Regions from separate parts of the Mus musculus genome. Here all the other regions are linked to region 1. Evidence: chromatin contacts called from public HiCAR-type, HiChIP or PLAC-seq and promoter capture Hi-C data. All regions are on one chromosome and are shown on one strand. The core of a region is the stretch at or near the end of the contact, and the rest is flanking DNA. Distances in the headings are between cores, read along the strand shown.

Region 1 (3,497 bases), core at 394-2,893:
ACACGGCGCCAGAGGTAACCACTCACCCTCACCCAAGCCCCCTCTGATGCCAACTGTCATCCTGGGGGTGCAGGAGGGGCCCGGAGCTCAGCTGTGAGGCGGGTGCAAGTTGGATGTGCGGCCGCGTGGGATGACACCACAGGAAAGGGCTGGCCTTGGGTGCTAACGGGAGGAGGAGTGGGGGGGGGGGAGCGATGACACCCTAGTTAAGTTAGGAGAGGGCCCTCACACAACCATAAAGGGGCGCTGTCACGAGCGGCACCAGGGATGGCCTAGAAGGGGTGGGGACTGAGTTCCCGGGTGGGCTCAGGGCCAGAAGTTGGAATAGATGGGCCAGACAGGGCCAGAAAAAGGGCGAGCCTGGGTGGGTTGAGGTAGGGGGTAAAAACTGGGTGTAGAGAAAAACCAATCAGATCTCGGAAGCCAGGGAGGAGGGACAGGGGTGAGGCTTGAGGGATGCCCCAATTTAGACAGGGAATACCAAGAGTCTAGGAAATTTTTCTGGGGTCTCCCGTGGCAACCTGGCGAAATGGGCTCCACTGGCTATGGTCCCAAAGCCTCTGCACCTGTTGCAAGGTGAACACAGAACCCGCTTCTTCCTAGGATAACCCCAGCTGTGTCCAGCCACAGGAGGGCGCTGCCTTCCCTTGATTAGCCAGGGCATCTTTCGGAAGGATGTCTCTCAAATAGGGTTTGGGTGGGGCCCTCCTCCCTCAATTACAGACTGGGTCCAGGCAGATGAAATTGACACAGAACCAGATCGCAGGAAGTGGCTCAGATTTGTTCTGTTGGTACTGAAAAGGAGCGACCCTACTTATTTAATGCTGTTTTTTGAGACAAGAAAATGTAGACCAAAGCTGGTCTGGAACTTGCCATGTAGGCCAGGCTGGCTTTGAAAGCATCAATCTCCTATAGCTTTCCAAGTGCTGGGTTTACAGGCATGAATCTCCTTCCCCAGCTATCATTCCACTCTTTGAAAGGCAAAAAGACCTTGGTTAGGTCCCACACAGCCTCTAATGAGGACCTCCCTATCCCCATGTCATTTTAGAGCATTTTGAAGCTTGGGAGACTGTTAGAAAGGGCATGGTAAAATTAACCTCTCTCCTGGAATTCAGAAATAGTGTCTTTCAGGGACTCCCTAGAAACTCCAGTTTGGGGATCCCTTATTAACACCACAAGAGCTAGACTGCCAAGGAAGACTCCTTTCAGGGATTTGGAGGAAAAGACTTTTTTGGAAGAAGTCTTCCTTGCTCAAACGCGACCACCTCCAATCCATAAGGAACTTGGAGTTTCACCCCCAGCCAGATGGAGGATTGAACCCGATGTATCTGGAAATTGCAGCTCATAACCCCAAAGCAGTTCCAGGGGAGGGGGGCGGGACAGCTGGAGCTCTGGGGGTAAATCCCTGATACCCTGAAAACCTCTAAGGTGGAGGGTGCATCGGGATGTGTCCCCAATCGGGCGCCTCACAGTGTCCTCAACTTGAGCCACACCCCAGAGATGAGGGGTTCCCTTAAAGCTCCGTCAAAGAGAGCCCCCAGACCCCACCATCCTATCCCCGAAGCCCTGTACCTCACGCGCTGCAGCCCCAACGCCATGGCTCGCCCTTCGCGGTTCCAGAGCCCTCGATGCCCAGCGTCCCCCTCCCCTGCCTGTGTGAGCCCCCTCCCCAGCTCCACCTCTGCCACTCCATTGGCTGGTCTTTGCCCAGCCCGCGGCTCTGATTGGAAGGTGGGCTTGTTGCTCCCGAGAAGGAGGAGGGACTAAAGGAGAAGACTTGGAACTTCAAGGGGTTGGGGAATCCGATGTAATGCACACCCCCAGCCACGCCCCTGCCCCAGACTTCCTTGGCAGTCCGGAGCCCGCCGGGCGTGATTTCCCTCCAGTCTCTGAACTTCCATATGTACACTTCTGAACCATCTGATTCACTGTTCTCTGTGTCCCAGTTCCTGTCGCAGTCTCTGCCTTCACTCCCACCTTTCCCAACCCCCTCTCCTTTCTCCCGCTCTGTCCTTTTCTTGACGTACCAAGTCCCCACTTCTCTCCACCCCGAACTCTACTTCACCTGTATTTCATAACCCCTTTCTTTGCCATACCCCATGTCCCTCCACTGTGTGGCCCCACTGTGGACCCCGCCTCCCAGAATCTTCCTTGTCCACCCGTCTCCACCCCATCCTGACCCGTGGCCTCTCTTAACTCCCTGTGCAGGTTCCTGCGGATGAATAATTAAGCTTCTGTCAAGTAAATATGCTTTAGCTTCATCACACCCACTTGTAAAGGGAACAGAGAACCGATGAGAGATACGTGCGCAGTGACATGGACAGGTGGAAGACGGTACAGCTGGGTAAGGAAGAGGAAGGAAGTTCCTGTGTAGGCTGGAGAGGGCGTGGACACTAAGGACAGGGGTGAAGGAGCAGTGTTCCTTCCGTATGCAGGTTTGGGTACACTCTACACTGCGGCAGAAATGGATTTATTGTTTTTGAGTTATTGGGCAAGCTCCATCTTAGGACTTTCACACATAACTGCGCACTCTCTTTAGAGTGCTCTTCTCGGCTAGACGGTTGGCTCCAGGTTTAAGGCCCTTGCTGCCAACCCTGAAGACCAGTGTTCAATCCCCAGGCCCTCCCCCCTCCCCCCACATCGTGGAAGGCAAGGTCTTTGATTTATCTGCGCGCACGCGCGCACACACACACACACACACACACACACACACACATACACACACCACACGTAAAATGTAATAAAAAACTTAAAAAAATTCTCCTCTAAAAATCCACATGGCTCCCCACCTCAACTCAGGAAAATAGTAAGCTGTCTCCTCCCATTGCCTTCTCTTCTCCATCTTCCTTCTCCTCTTCTTTCTCCTTCCTCTTTCTTCCTCCTCTTCTCCATTTTATTTTCAGATGGGGTCTCATGTAACCCCGTCAAGACTGGCCAGCAAGAGCTGGCCTTGAACTTCTATCCTCCTGCCTTCACCTTCCAAGTGGATTACAGGTGTGTACCATTATGCCCAGCTCCCATGCCATTTAGTTTCAGTTGATTTTATTTGAATAAATCTGACTATATCCATGCTATCAGCAACTCCAGGGAAGAAGGCAAAATCCAGACAGAGCCAATCACTGTAGGACTTCCTTGGCCACAGTGATTACCAGTTTTGGGAAGATATATGAACCAAACTAGTATAGTGAAGATTAACTCTGAGGACTTTGCTGTAACTGTCAGGAGAGAGGGTTTATTTATTTCTTATTGTTTTATTGTGTTTATAGCACAGAGGATTGAATTTGGGACAAACTCAACCAGAACCATACATATCCCCAGCTCTTCACTGTGATATTGAGATTCTAGGCAGGGGCTCTACCACTGAGCCACGCCCCCAGCCCCTCACTGGGGGATTCTAGGCAGGGGCTCTACCACTGAGCCACGCCCCCAGCCCCTCACTGGGGGATTCTAGACAGGGGCTCTACCACTGAGCCACACCCCCAGCCCCTCACTGGGGG
Region 2 (3,497 bases), core at 370-2,869, 2.9 Mb after region 1:
GGTCTTCTACAAGAGTAGCCAGTGCTCTCTCCAGCCCCTTATCTTACTTTAATAATAACAATGTTATCGTTATATCTAAATATTTATACATTATAATATAATTCAGCATACTATATTTAAATATTATTAATGTAATTAAATGTTTATATTACAAAATCTATTATAATGCACAATGATAATTTTGCCTTGTAATAATCATATAGTATTTATAATTCATTATTATTATTATTGTTATTATTATTATTATTAGTAGTAGTAGAGACACTAAACATCACCTCAGTACATTCACCAGGCTGGTCTGGAACTCAGAGATCTGCTTGCCTCTGCCTCCTAAATTCTGCGATTAAGGGTGAGCACCATCACACTGGGCTTCAGGTACCACTTACATATGCAGAAATGGAGGCATAGAAGAATTTGCTAGGGGGATCACGCAGGCATAAGACGACAAGATACGGTGGGGTTTGAATCCGAGCCATTCAATAGTCACTCTGCTAGGCCCTATGTGAGACTCTCTCCTTTAGCCCAATACACAGTAGGCCCTCAACATTAGGGAATACAGTATCAGGCATTTCTGAATACTTGAGAAGTCTGATAATGACTTCAGAGTGAAGTTCTGGGAACCCAGGACCCGTCATGGTGACCCTAGGGTACCCCTGTACGGGGCTCCACCTGTCTCTGCCTCCCCTATTGGGGTTAAAGGCATGAGCCACCACCTCCCTGTTTTGGTTTGGTTTGGTTTGGTTTTTTGGTTCCAGTCACTCTGAGCTCACTCTGAGCGCCCAGCCTGACTTGCTGCTGGTCAACCACTGAAACAATGGGAATAGCACAGGGCTCCGAATTAGGTTGTGTGAGGACCAAGGGTCTATCCTCAGCACCCTGTGTGCTCAGGGGTAGACTCCTGTGCTACAATTCCCCAGTGAGGCTTCAGTCTCCAACTCAGCGAAAGGAAAATGAACTAATAAATCAACTCTGAGTCAGTCACGATTAACTTGCTGGAGAGAGTGTGGCCACTAGGGTTAAGGTTCCTGGCATGAGTCACCCAGACTTTTTCTCAGTGTACGAGTCATTTATTTTACAATAATAAAACATCTTTTGCGCGCGTGCGTGCGTGTGTGTGCGCGCGCGCGCGCGTGTGTGTGTGTGTGTGTGCGCGTGCGCAAGCGTGCGCGAAGTGGAGCAAATCCGGTTCTCATTCCCGAGTCTAGGCTACGTTGGAACTCAAGGCAACCCTCCTACCTCATCCTCCCCTGTACTCCGGTGGCCGGTGTGAGTCACCACGCCCTATTTTCTGGAATCTCTGCTCCAGAATCCAGACCTAGGACTTTGGGCCGGGAAGAAGGGATCGGGTGGCCTGGGAGGGCCTCTCGAGGTGCGCACAGGCCGGGGCGCGGGGCGCGGGGCGCGGGGCGCGGGGCGCGGGGCTACTTACCCGCTTTCCGGAGTGCATAGCAGAACAGCAGCAGCAGCCATGACAGCGGGGAGCGGGTGGCTCGGGCGAGTTGAGCCATGTGGTTCCGGTCCGATCCAGCTCTTTGTAGTCCAGTTAGTAACGGCCAAGCGCCTTATCTCTCCGAAACCCTGAAGTCAAGTGCTGGAATCTCAGCTAAGCGGGTGCCGCCTAGGGACGGCCCATTGAGGGCGGTCCCCTGCTGGGCAGGCGCACACAGCCAAGCACGTCTGCCGGGCTGGTTGATGAGTGAACGACCCTGACGATTAGTGTTCTGTAAACCTGTCATCCCAGCACCTGAGTCGGGTGGGGAGGATGGAGGCAAGAGGATCATCAGAATTGAAAGCGGGTTTAAGGCCAGCCTGGGCCACGTGAGATCATCCCGGATTTTTTTTTTAATTAAAAATAATGGGGGGCAGGGGGCTAGGCTTCAAATGTCTTTAATCACAGCACTTTGGAAGGCAGGCAGATCTGTGAGTTCTGTGTCAGCCGGGTCCACCGTAGACAAATCCAGCCTCGTCTGAGTTACACAGTGAAACTGTTTAAAAAAAGAAATAAGGTCTCATGAAGCACATTCTAGGTCAGTGGTTCTCAATCTTCCCAGTGCGCGATACTTTTTTTCTTTGTTTGTTTTTGTTTCTGTGTGTTTGTTTTCGAGACAGGGTTTTACTGTCCTGGAACTCACTTTGTAGACAAGGCTGGCCTCGAACTCAGAAATCAGCCTGCCTCTGCCTCCCAAGTGCTGGGATTAAAGGCGTGTGCCACCATGCCCGGATTCTTTAATACAGTTCTTCATGCTGTGGTGACCCCTAATCATAAAATCATTTTCATTGCTACTTATAACTGTAATTTTGCTACTGTTATGAATCATAATGTGAATATGGGACATGTAAATATCATAATGTAAATATGACATGTGGGATATCTGATATGGTTCCCCAAAGGGGTTGAAGCTCGCAGGTTGAGAACGATTGTTCTAGACTACCCTTGAACTCCTGATCTTCCTCCCAACACCTTGGAATGCAGCAATGCCGGGCCTGTGCTCCCCAACCTTCACCTCCTCCCCCCCCAGTTCCTGCTCTCGGTTAATTCTGAATGGGAATCTGAGGGGCAAGTCTTCTGGAAATCTCTGGAGTTTCTTGAGTCCTGTGGCATTTCCACACTGAGAGCCTGTAACCATTCTGTTCCTTCTCTGACCATGCTGTCATGACTGTGGGCTTCCCCTTCTCCCAGATCTCCCCATTGCTGTGGTATAAACTGGCAGGTCACTAAACCACCTCCCACACACACCCGAAAAGGGAAAAAGTTCTGTGCCCTTCTCTCTCCCTCCCTGTTTCTGCCCTGTGAATACAGCGTCTCTAGTCCTTTCCCATAACACACACACACACACACACACACACACACACACACACACACACACACACAGAGCTTGTTAGCTTCCTGAAGTGAAAGAAAACAAACGGTGGAAAAGTCGGATTCCTGGGGAAGCTGACACCAACCTTTACATTTTTCTTATTAACTTTTTTTTTTTTTTGCTGTTCTTTAATGTCTGTTTTCAATTTTGATAGATTCTAAACTGCTATGTATGTATGTGTGTATGTATGTATGTGTATGCCTGGATGTGTATGTATGAGTTAGTGTATTTATGTAGTGTGTGTTTCTAGTATAAGTGTGCATGTGTGTGTGTATGTAGTATGTGTGTGAGTGTGCTTATGTATGTAGTGTGTATATGAGTGTGCACATATATGAAGTGTGTGTGCTTGAATATATGTGTTTGTACTGTGTGTGTATGTATGTATGTATGTATGTATGTATGTAGTATGCATGAGTGTATGCACGTGTAGTGTATATGAAGTGTATGTGAGGGTGCATGAGTGTGCCTATGTATGTAGTGTTTGCCTGATGTGTATGTGTGCAGTGTGTATGTGTGTGTGAATGAAGTTTCTGTGTATGAATGCATGCACGTGTGTAGTGTGAGTGTGCACATGATGCCTATGCATGCCTTGATACCTGTGTGAAGGTCAGGGGACAATCCTCAGGAGTCGATTCT
Region 3 (3,497 bases), core at 701-3,200, 2.7 Mb after region 1:
CAGTGCAGCATCGAATTCCACCCAATGCTATCAACAAGGAGAGCCCTCCAGGCCCCCGCCTCCTCCCTCGGACACAGATCCTCTCTCTCTCCTTGGTCATCTCTGAGCCTGGGTCCTGTCAGTATTTCTCTAACTCTTCTTTTTAGAAATAGGGTTTTACCGTGTAGCCTTTACTGCCTGGAATCCTGCTAGCTATGTGAACCAGGTTAGCCTTGAACTCACAGAGATCTACAGCTGCTTCTGCCTCCTTCCTGATTAAAGTCCCATGCCACTGGCTCGGCCTCTCAGACTTGTAAGGCTTAAAGTAAAGCCTTCTCCAGCACTTGAAGCTAAAGTCTGGCTTCTTCACCAGTTATAGCAAATGTCCCCTCAAGGAAAGGCCAGGCCTGGCTCTCCTCTTGGCCTCCAGCAAACAGGACAAGACTTAGCCTGGGGCTAAATAACAGGTCTTTCTCCATCTTAGTCCCATCCTATCTCATGGCTCCATCCTATCTTCTCCAGTAGCTCCCGGGGGCCCTCTGCTCTCTCATGTGTGGGGGGCCAGGGTGTGGGCTGCAGCTGGGCCAGAAGCTGGATGGGTGTGTGGGAGTGGCAAGGGGGGACAGGGCTGGGCAGGTTTCAGGAATGTGGGAGGGTCAGGCTGGCTGAGACCTGCCCAGCTTGGCGCCAGAGCCCCCTACCCGCCCCTTGACAACACCCCCCCCCCATCTCTTTACCAGAGAAGCTTGAAAAGGGTGAGGTGAGTCACCTGGGCAGAGGTGAGGCTGGGTCCTGAGGGAGAAAGGACTGGAAGTTTAGACAACTAGCTGCCCGAGGTATAGCAGGCTGCATGTGGGAAACACGGATCTCTGAGTCCTAGGGACCTGAGAACTTGGGTCTTGGATTCCTGTCAGGGTCTGGCAGGTAGCACGGTTCTTGCTGAGAATCTACCCTCTGGGCTGGCATCATTCCTTTCCCGCCTAACCTGGCACAGACTACTCCTGGGTTCCCACTCTATATCACGTTTGTGCCAGGAGCCTTGGTTCTCAGGCACCCACCTCTGGGCCCAGCCTGTCCCAGGGGAGCTGGTTGGGGGCCAAGCTGGTGCTCTGGACTGGTTGTGAGCAGCCAAGCAGCCAGATATCCTGTCTTCCCTGATCTCTCTTCACCCTGTCCCCAGTGTCCCCCCGCCCCTGTTTCTCCTCCCCACTTCACCACATGCAGGTGTGTGGATTTATCGGGGCCCTCAGGAAAGGGGCCCTGTCAGTCGGAAAACACTGTTCCACCTTCTCTGTCAGGCTCGGTTCTTCCGGCCCTTTCAGAGAGAGGCGGGTCCTTTAGAGGCAGCCTAAACTCTGAATTTTGGGGAAACCCTAACATTCTAGAAAGTGCTTTAACCGCAGGGTCCCCCGTTTCTCTGAGGAAACTCTGAGCTTAATCACTTAGAGAACAGCTCCGGGATGCTAATCTTCAGTATCTTAGCAGAACCTATTTTGACTATGGGGGAGGGGAGGGGCTGGACTCCAGTCTAAGGGACTAGGGGCTACAGATCCCAGATTCCAGGTACTCAAGGTTATTAGGGGTCGCAGGGCTTAGACTCCAGGATTCCCAAAGAGCTGGGGAGGGACAGCTGTCTCAGATGTGTTTGCTCCAGAGCTAGGGTATCCTTAGCTCTCAGATCGGGTGCACCCCAAGGCCTCCCGCCTTCCTCCCTACTGGGGAATCCCTAGATTGTGATCCCTGGGGAAATGGAAGCTTGTTCCCCTTGTCTTCTCGGGGACTCCAGGGGCCTGCCCCACAAGCCCCAACCTCAAGTTTCAGCTCTGCCCTCAGCCCCAAGTCATACCTGAGTAGCCCGACAGCAGGAAGGTGAGCCACAGCAGCCCTGCGCGGGCGTCAGGGGGTTCCATGTTCCCTGCAGTGGCGGCAGTGACTGAGCCCGGGCGAGGCTCTCCGCCGCCCTGAAGCTGGCAGCGGAGGCCAGGCCCCTGACCACGCCCCTGACCACGCCCACCCCATCCCCAAGCTGGGCGCAGGGCCAAGACCTCCCACTGCCCTGAGAGGACCTCCCACCCTCGCGCGCGCGGGGACCCGCTAGCACCGCCGCGCGCTGCTCCATCCAACCCACGCCTGCGGCTCTCCTCCTCAGCCGTGGGGACCGACCCTCCAGTCAAGCCTCGAGCTGGAATCTAAGGGAAAGCGCGCAGATACTCGTTCCCTTCCTTCCTGGCCACCTGCGGGGTCTTGACACGCATGCCCAAGGTGGCATGTGGCCCTCGACTGCAGGTGAATCTTTTTCCTAGTTTATTTTCTTTTTGGAGTCGGTGGCCCACTGTAGCTCAGGCTGGCCTTCTGCCTCAGTTTCCCAAGTACTGGGATTACAAGGGTGAGCCATCGCCCTGGTTTGTGAACTGTCGGTTTTGACCAGCGGTCCCTGATGTGATTAGTTGCCTGTGCTGGTCTCTCTTTGTAGTCTCTCCTGCATGACCGGCTCTTCCCTGAGTGCCCTAGGATGCCCTCCCCTTAGAGGCAGCCACCTTGCTGGGAAGCGCCCCTCCTCTGACTGAGCAGTGGCCTGGAACTGGTCAGGTCAATCTTTTCTCTAATGGGTTTTCAATTCCCAGTCCTGGTCGGCCTCTTTGGTGATGAGGTGGGGATGGGGTGCCCCTCCCTCTGCTCTGCTCTGCTCTCCTTGACTCCTTCACTTCCCCCCATCCAGGGAATCCAAGGAATGTCACCCCCCTTCCGCCTTCCTTCTCTGCCCGCCATTCCTTCCCCACCTTGGGGGGAGGGGAGGAGAAGTGGGCTGGCGCGTCGGCAGGTGAGTGGCTGAGGGAAAGAGCAGGCTGCTAGGACCGCGGGATGGAAGAGAGGGTCACAGGTCAAAGTAAGGGGTCACAGATCAGTCTACTCCAGGATCCTCACACGCCGAGGCAGTGTGGAACAAAATCCCAAGAATGCTGGATGGGGGCTGGAGAAGGAGGGTTCTGCCTCTGTTCAGAGGGTAGAAACTAGCCTGGGATACTGCTATGGATGGGGGGTGGTATAATTGTGGGTCATGCTGAGAGAGGGTCCTCCCCCTCCAGTCTCTGGCCAGTCTGAGGGTGACCAGCGTTGAGCTGCCCTGTGAGCCAAGGTTTTACCCATCAGTCCTAGTGGAAAGGCTTATGTTGTAGGTTTTGGCAGGGCTCTCAAAGCTGTTTTAGCATTCCCTGTCACAGGAAGCAATTGTGAAACCAGGAAAAGTGACCTTTGCGTGGGGCTCCTTCATCCCCTCTCCAGGAAGTCTTTCTTCAACCTTCTCCTGTCACATAAGTCCCTGCAAATCTCTGGACCCCCTTGTCAGCTCTACACGCCCAGAGATACATCTATCTCCTCTGTGTGACTCCCAGCCACCGTAAAAGTCCAGGCTGTCCCACATCTCAATCCCACCCCACAGCAGGCAAGAAAGGGTTGCCAGATGTATACTCAAAGGCTCAGAGGCTCACACGAAAATGCCACCCATAGCTACCCAGGTA
Region 4 (3,497 bases), core at 725-3,224, 2.6 Mb after region 1:
AGAGAAACCCTGTCTCGAAACAAACAAACAAAAAGATGTGGATTCTGGGATCAACCAGATCCGCACTGGCATTTCCCCTGGTCTTCCCCTGGTTTCCTTCCATCTTCTTATCTTTTTTTTTTTTTTTTTAATCTTGTTTGTTTTTATTTTTCGCTGGGATTAAAAACATGTGCAGCTACACCCCACAAGGCTTGCCATCTCTTGCTTCCCGCCCACCCCTTCTTTAGCCTGTGCTTGCCCAAGCTGTTGCCGCTCACTCTGGCCTGTGTCCTTGGCCCAAGTTCTCCCCCGAGTCTAGAAGGCCATTCTCTCTTATCTACAGATCTTCCCACCCCAGGGCCTTTGCACTTTCCCTCCAAAGGAAACTTCCTTTGCCAAGTTTAGGCCTGGCTGGATATTTGTAATCAAACTCAGACCTCACTTTAAATGAACGATTTGTCTACTTGCCAAACTGGCTAGCCAACCTGTTTACAGCATACCAGGTGTCTCTCAGGTGTCTTCACCTCCTGCTTTTTGTTGTTGTTTTCAATTTGAGGCAGAACCTTGCCTATAGCCCAGGCTGGTCTCAAACTCCTATTTCTGTTCTTTGCTGGGCCCTTTTTTTTGGGGGGTGGTGGTGGTGTTGAGACAGGGTTTCTCTGTGTAGCCCTGGCTTTCCTAGAACTAGCTCCAATCAGGCTGGCCTCAAAGAGATCTGCCTGCCTCTGCCTCATGAATACTGGGATCAAAGGTGTGCGCCACCACTGCCTGGCTAGTTCTTAACCCAGCATGCCCTAATCTCTCTTTGGCCAGTGTAAACTGCAGAGCCCAGGCCTGTACAGCTTCTGCTGTGCCCCTGCCCCAACTCTCCTACATTCTTTCTCTGTCTCGGAGACTCAAGTCATGACCTGTCTCAAGAGTACACAGGGAGGGGTCAGGGTCTGTCCTAACCAGTCAGCCGCCTAGCTTGGCCCTTCACTAGGACTTGGAAACATCTCTAACAGTTGGCTGGGAGTTACACCGCCTGTCTCCACACTACGAGCACTTTGACATCCAGTTCAATGACTTCAGATACAGTTCTATGACTTCAGGGAAAGTGTCAAACACTCTGGTGCAGTTTCCCCATTGTGTCAGTGTGGAACTGTCTGCTAGGGCTTTTACACACGGGCGCGCGCGCACGCACACACACACACACCACCCGCCCGTGCCCTGAAAGGTCCTAACCGGGTCTTGGTCAAAATTTCCTTCTGTTTGATATGTTCAATGGCTGCCCGGGCCTTGTCTTCCAAAGTGTTCCCAAACTCCTTCAGTTTATCCGGTATGCTCTCCAATGTTCCGGACAAATCCGGGGCCGCCTGGGCGGGGGCTGGGCCTGCCGCGAGAGGGTTGCGAGCAAACTCATTAGCATGGGGGAGGGTATTGGACACTTGATTTTACTGCACCTCTCACCTCCTTGTTTTTACGCTCCGCCCCTTCTAGGAAGATTAGCCAATTCCAAAGGGTGGTATCCTAGGTCATTGGTTACTGCGTCTTTTCTGGACAGAGTTGCCTCCTTCAGCACCCACTTTGACACAAAAATAAGGCACCTGGCAGGTGGGATGGGGGACGATGGGAGGGCGGTAGTGGAATGATGACACAGAAAGGGACCTCAGAGCCCTCCTCGAGGGTCTTCTAAGCCTGGGCCGCAGGCACAAGGCCAACTTCACACTTCCAAGCCTCTTTCTTACCTTCCAAGGCTCTTTCTTACCTTCCAAGGTCATGGCTACGACCACAATCAGGACAGGAAGAGCGATGAAGAGCCTCATCCTGGTTGGAGGGGCACCCTGGAGGCAGACGCACGGGTAGCGGGGGACATCGCTAGTATTCACCACCGCCCTCCACCATGATCCCACCACCCCAATCCCTTAGCTGTAGGTAGTGGGGGGACACTTTCCTATGCACTAACCTGGATCTAAGGATCTCTCAGGAGGCCCATGGCGGTGGGAGGATCCTGCACAGAGGTTTAACCGGTTGGGGAGGGGGCGGAGCAAGCTGGTCGCCCTCCCCCTGAGCCTCCCCCTTGTCTCTGTGTCCACCTACTTTTTCTTTTTTCTTTTTTCTCTTTTTTTTTTTTTTACATAGGCTTTTTGGCTGGCCTGGAATTTGTGATGCTCCTGCCTCTGCCTCTCTAGTGAGTTGCTGGGATTACAGGCATGCACCAACACCAACACAACCAGCCCACTCTCTTCTGTCATTCTGGTCGATACTGGGAGGCAGATCCCACATCCAGGCTTTTTATTTAGGCCCAAGGCTCGTCACTGGTCAGCATCCTCACTTCCAAATCTCATTGATCTCCACCCAGCCTTGGCTGCTCTGCCTACTCACTCTCTCTCTGAGGCTGTCCCACCTTAAGGGGGGGGGTCTTACAAACAACTCCCCTCACCCCCATCTCACCCCTAGCTCACACTGCATCCTCAGGTTAGCTCTTCTCTACCTTCTCCTTGACCAGGAGCCTCAGCTCACATTCTGTCCCGGATGCTGCACCCTGGCTCCCTTCACCTCCAATGCCTTTGCATCTGCACACCCTCAGACCTCCTCGGATGCTCTCTGGGATCTTGGCATCCCCTCATCTCCCTTCCTTAGAAGTTGCCTCTTCAGCTAGTCAAAACTGCAAAGAAGCTAAGAGCCTCTTAGCTTGCAGAGCTCCATAGTGTCCCCTAACTGGCACAACCCCCCTTCCCCCGTTTTTAGGTCTTGTGGGGCCTCCTAGGCCCCTGCAGGCCCTAAACTTGCCTCCCTGCCCCCTCCTTCCACAACATCCTTTCTCTCAGGCTAGAGTCCAAGGCCCTTCTCCCCCCCTCCCCCAGAGCTGTCATTGACCGACAGTGACCCCCTGGCAGCTGGTGGCTAAGGGGCCCAGACTCTAGGTTGGCTGGCCTGGTGCCCCTGCAACCCACGTGTCAGTTGGGGCGGGGGTGGGGGTGGGGACGACGACAACAGGGGGATGGTTGTGAAAGGGGTGGAACAGATTCTCGACCCTGGCTGGGTTGCGACATCTCTGGGGCCAACTCGGCGCTAGCTAGCTTCCAGTCCCTGTGGGCACCAGGCCTGACCCTTTTGCTTCTTGAAAGGAGTCCTGCTCAGTCCTCAAGCGCCCATCTGAATAATGTAACAGATTTCCCCCTTACTCTGCCCAGTGCTTGGTGCTTCCAGTGTCATCCTACTCTTAGCAACAAGGGCTTCCTGTGCCACAGGTAGGGTACGGGAAGCACACAGCTAAGGTTCTAAAACTGCTAGTCATTCAGTTCTTTTTTTTTTTTTTTTTTTCCTTCTTGTTTTCCTCTGTGTAGCCCTGGCTGTCCTGGAACTCACTCTGTACAACAGGCTGGCCTCCATGACTTCCTTCACGATCCTAGTTCTGTAATGTCTTTCTGTGGTCCTTGCCCCACCTCCAGGTCTGCCCACAGGGAGGTGGGGTTCCTTCTTCGTTTAGAAGTAAGGCTCTGCTCCTGGTTGTACATCCCTGCATCCCACCATCA
Region 5 (3,497 bases), core at 434-2,933, 2.2 Mb after region 1:
TGTGTGCCTGGAGAAGGGATGAGGCCTTCAGTTCCCCCTTAGAGGCGCTAACACTCAGCCAAAAGCCTCTAGCTTATGACAACAGGACCAGGTCCACACAAGGTCCTCGCAGACCCATGGGGTGACAACGAGTCCCCCGATCGCGACAAGAATCCCCTAGCTCTCCCTCTTGGAGACCCCCAGCACGGGAAGAACCACAAAAAGCAAGGAAGGGAGCTACGCTCTACAAATAGGAAGGGAACGCTGATTGGCTAAAGCTCGCGCCGCGACAGCCAATCACAAAGCCACGCTGCCCCCTCCCTTAGCAACGTGGCCTCGGCGTTCCAAAATAGAACGTGCCCGGGACGTCAGGGGCGGGGCGGGCGGAGGGGGCGCTGCGCGCTGTGCGTGCCCCGCGTCAGACGGAGGATTCCAGCGCGTCAGCCTTTACGCACGGGTCCCCCGTTACGTCTCCGCGCAGGAGGCGGAGGCAGCGTGACCGGGGTTCGAGGCCCTAACTCTTGCTGGGTGGAGGGTGACTGCGGACTTGCAGTCCGCGTTTTGAAGGAAGAGGGAAGAGGAGGAGGCTCCTGGAAGCTTCTCTGGAATTTTTTGTTTCTTTTTCTTCCCCTACTTGCCTAGCTTCGGCTTAGGGAGCCGGCTTTCGGCTAAAAGTTCTCAGCTTCTGCTAACCACCGGGTATATACTTTGCACCGGGCATCGCCAACGTTTGCCCAGCTGCATTCCTTTCCCGCGCTCCGCGCAAATAACCTTTTGCAAACATCACTCCATTCTTTGCAGTTTGCAAACAACAAAAAACCAAAGTGCAAACCGAACTATTGCAATCCCAGATCCTGGGTTTTGGCGCGTCTCTATTTGAGAGGATGCTCAATCTACACTTTAGCCTGAAAGAAACACCCCCCCCCCCAACCACTAAAGTAGAATCTTTACGATCTAAAACTTACCTGGGAGGCGGCGGCGGTGGGTGGACTGCCGAAGGAGTCCACCGAAGACAGGTACTGAGACTCGGCGGAGGGTGATGAGCTACACCGGGAGCCGGAGTCGTAGTCTCCGGGAAAAGCTTGAAACATTTCCCTGGGCACAGGGGGGCCCCTGTGACCACGCTGAGGTCGCCGGGAAGCCAAGGCTATGGCCGAGTGGAATGAGATGCGAGTCCGGAGTAGACCGGACACGTCTCCAAAGTGCGCTGCTCGGGGAAGCTTAGTCTCCGGTTCGGAGAACTGCCCAAGTTTCGATGCAAGTTCCCTCTGCAAGATCCCAGATCCCCTTCAGACCGCCGCTGTACCTCCTGAAAGTCCAGGCTCTGTCGGTTTCACGGGGGGCGACGCGGGGATCGCTCCCCGCCCAGAAACCCGCCGGGCAGTGCCGCGGTGCAGCGTGCGCTTCAGATGCAGTTCCAATCCTGTCGAAGCGTCCCAAGAAATGAGGGAGAGCAGAGGGGCGCGATCCAGAAGCCCACAGAAAGAAAGTCTATCCTCCGGACGAATCGGAAGAACGATCTAGAAAGAGTCTTGCAAAAAGGAAACCCACAAAACTTTCTCTCCAGTTTAAAAATATATATAAATATATATATATAAATTTTTCACGGCCTCCAAGAAGAAGAAAAAGAAAGAGTCACCAGTAGTCAAGTCCAGCAAGCCCCGGCTCCGCGTGTCCCCGGCGTAGCCGCTCCAGTCTTATGAATGAAACCGGGAGCTGCCGGGCTGAATTTATGCCTCCGGGACCCGCCCCCGCGCTTGCGTCACCCGCAACTCCATGCACAAACCTCCCAAACTCTCCCTTCCCGCCGACTGAGCTCCTTGTGGCGCCCTCCAGGGCCTCGTGCACCTGCCACCTGCCCATAGTGTGACCCTGGGGGTCTCGGGGGTCCCCAAGGCTGCGTTCTGAGGGGCTTCGCGGGAGGGGATCCCGCCCCGCCCTCCCCGGAGTTCCTGTGACGCAATTAGCCATATAAGGAGCTCGGCCAGCGCGGCCCAGTGTTTGTTTGGTATCCTAGCAATTACGTCAGAGGGAATCCCTCGCTCCTGCGCGCGCCCGCTGTTGCGCTGTGCGGAACCCGCCCGCGCCTGCGCAGTTCCACGCTGTCCCGGAGGCTGAGATTGACAGGCGCCTAAACTCCCTCAGAAGGCCCCTGCTGACCCGGGTTGGAGAAGGTGCAACTCCAGATCCCAGGTCTGCTTATACCCCTGGGACCCCACCCTCCCCAAACCGGTGCAGCGCCCCTGCTGGTGAAAAAGAGCAAGGTCCCCAGTGCAGATTCTGGCGAGAGGGGTATAATCAGTCTAGGTGGGGAAACTGAGGCTCAGGAGGAATTGGAGAGTCTGTGATATCTCCAGGTGTAGGGATGGGTAAGGATGCAGTCCCCTCCCCACTAGCTTTGTCACGGATTCTGTGTGACTCGGTGAGCTTGGAAAATGTGCTCCCTCCCTGATCTAAAACTTCAGTACTCATAGCTAAGCAAAGGATAGGTGGCTTTTCCGGGTCCCTGAATCTGGGGGACCTGCAGAATTGGAGCAGGTAGGAACCCACACCCGGTGAGTTCTTCAGGCTTGATGGTGTTGGAAGCCTCTCCTTCCCACTTAGCTCAGGAGACAGAAAAGAAAGTGTGTATACAATAATAATTGAACAATAATAATTGGTGGTGTCTGGTGGTGGTGGCAGCTGCGGCAGCAGCACACATCTTTAATCCCAGCAGAAGCAGGGAGATCTCTGTGAGTTCGAAACCAGCTTGTTCTACAGAGTGAGTTCCAGGACAGCCAGGGCTACACAGAGAAACCCTGTCTCGAAAAATAAATAAATAAAATACTAGTGCATTAATATAATCGGTGGCATGTGTTTAGCAATCAGCAGGTATCAGCCCCAGCAAGATGGTTCACAGGTAAAGGAGCTTGCTACACATACCTGACAACCTGAGTCCCATCCCTGGGACTCACGGTGGAAGAAGAAAAATGACTCCTAAAAATTGTTCTCTGATCTCCACATGCATGCAAAGACAGAAAACAACCAGTACTCATATGTAGTAATAATAATAATAATAATAATAATATCAATATTAATGATTTAAACAAAAGGGGATGTGAGGGCGGGAATGTAGCTTAAAGTGGAATGAATGTCTAGCATGTGTGAAGTCCTGGGTTCTATCCACATCCAGAAGGAAAGAATATATATACACGTATTGTGAACATCCCCTCCCCCTATTGTGAACATCCCCTCCTCTTTCTACCCTTTGCCCTCCTCCTTTCTCTGTCTGTTTTTGAGATGGGGTCTCATTATGTACCACCTTTGGCCTGGAATTCATTCTGTAGGCCAGGATGACCTCTACCTCTTGAGTGTTGGAGTTAAAGGCACCTTCCACCATGCCAGGCATATCTGATCTTATGTCCTGCTTGTTTGTTTGTTTGTTTGTTTTTAAAACAAAGACTAGAATTTACTATGTACCCAAGGATGACAATGAACATCTTGCTCTCACCTCTATATTGTCGCCAGGCCTGGTTTAT

The links. Promoter capture Hi-C pulls out the DNA fragments that hold promoters and counts their contacts. HiCAR-type assays count read pairs that join an accessible place to other places. HiChIP or PLAC-seq counts read pairs in DNA pulled down with a chosen protein or histone mark.
Region 2: a contact with region 1 is called in a promoter capture Hi-C map of hippocampal neurons, with 9 times the contacts expected there. The contact joins the promoter of Pvr here to the promoter of Hif3a in region 1. A contact is called at or near these places in 7 of 39 promoter capture datasets (cranial neural crest, embryonic stem cells, hippocampal neurons and 3 more), 2 of 115 datasets of contacts at active chromatin or transcription factors (astrocytes and large pre-B cells) and 1 of 9 other capture datasets (liver).
Region 3: a HiCAR-type map of astrocytes shows a contact between it and region 1, with 10 times the contacts expected there. The contact joins the promoter of Bcam here to the promoter of Hif3a in region 1. A contact is called at or near these places in 5 of 39 promoter capture datasets (cranial neural crest, frontonasal cranial neural crest, hippocampal neurons and 2 more) and 2 of 115 datasets of contacts at active chromatin or transcription factors (astrocytes and embryonic stem cells).
Region 4: a contact with region 1 is called in a HiCAR-type map of astrocytes, with 7 times the contacts expected there. The contact joins the promoter of Apoc1 here to the promoter of Hif3a in region 1. A contact is called at or near these places in 3 of 39 promoter capture datasets (cranial neural crest, embryonic stem cells and hippocampal neurons) and 2 of 115 datasets of contacts at active chromatin or transcription factors (astrocytes and embryonic forebrain).
Region 5: an H3K27ac HiChIP or PLAC-seq map of embryonic stem cells shows a contact between it and region 1, with 4 times the contacts expected there. The contact joins the promoter of Fosb here to the promoter of Hif3a in region 1. A contact is called at or near these places in 1 of 39 promoter capture datasets (cranial neural crest) and 2 of 115 datasets of contacts at active chromatin or transcription factors (astrocytes and embryonic stem cells).

What each region holds. Positions count from the first base shown.
Region 1 is chr7:17,060,784-17,064,280 of GRCm38.p6, forward strand. It overlaps Hif3a (hypoxia inducible factor 3, alpha subunit), which reads right to left and starts at 1,644. Exons shown (of 15, transcript NM_001162950.1): 1 at 1,573-1,644. The coding sequence starts at 1,598.
Region 2 is chr7:19,919,524-19,923,020 of GRCm38.p6, forward strand. It overlaps Pvr (poliovirus receptor), which reads right to left and starts at 1,620. Exons shown (of 8, transcript NM_027514.2): 1 at 1,430-1,620. The coding sequence starts at 1,508.
Region 3 is chr7:19,768,582-19,772,078 of GRCm38.p6, forward strand. Bcam (basal cell adhesion molecule) reads right to left here and starts at 1,951. Exons shown (of 15, transcript NM_020486.2): 1 at 1,826-1,951. The coding sequence starts at 1,889.
Region 4 is chr7:19,690,685-19,694,181 of GRCm38.p6, forward strand. It overlaps Apoc1 (apolipoprotein C-I), which reads right to left and starts at 1,975. Exons shown (of 4, transcript NM_001110009.2): 1 at 1,925-1,975; 2 at 1,727-1,802; 3 at 1,204-1,351. The coding sequence starts at 1,784.
Region 5 is chr7:19,308,362-19,311,858 of GRCm38.p6, forward strand. It overlaps Fosb (FBJ osteosarcoma oncogene B), which reads right to left and starts at 1,684. Exons shown (of 4, transcript NM_008036.2): 1 at 945-1,684. The coding sequence starts at 1,070.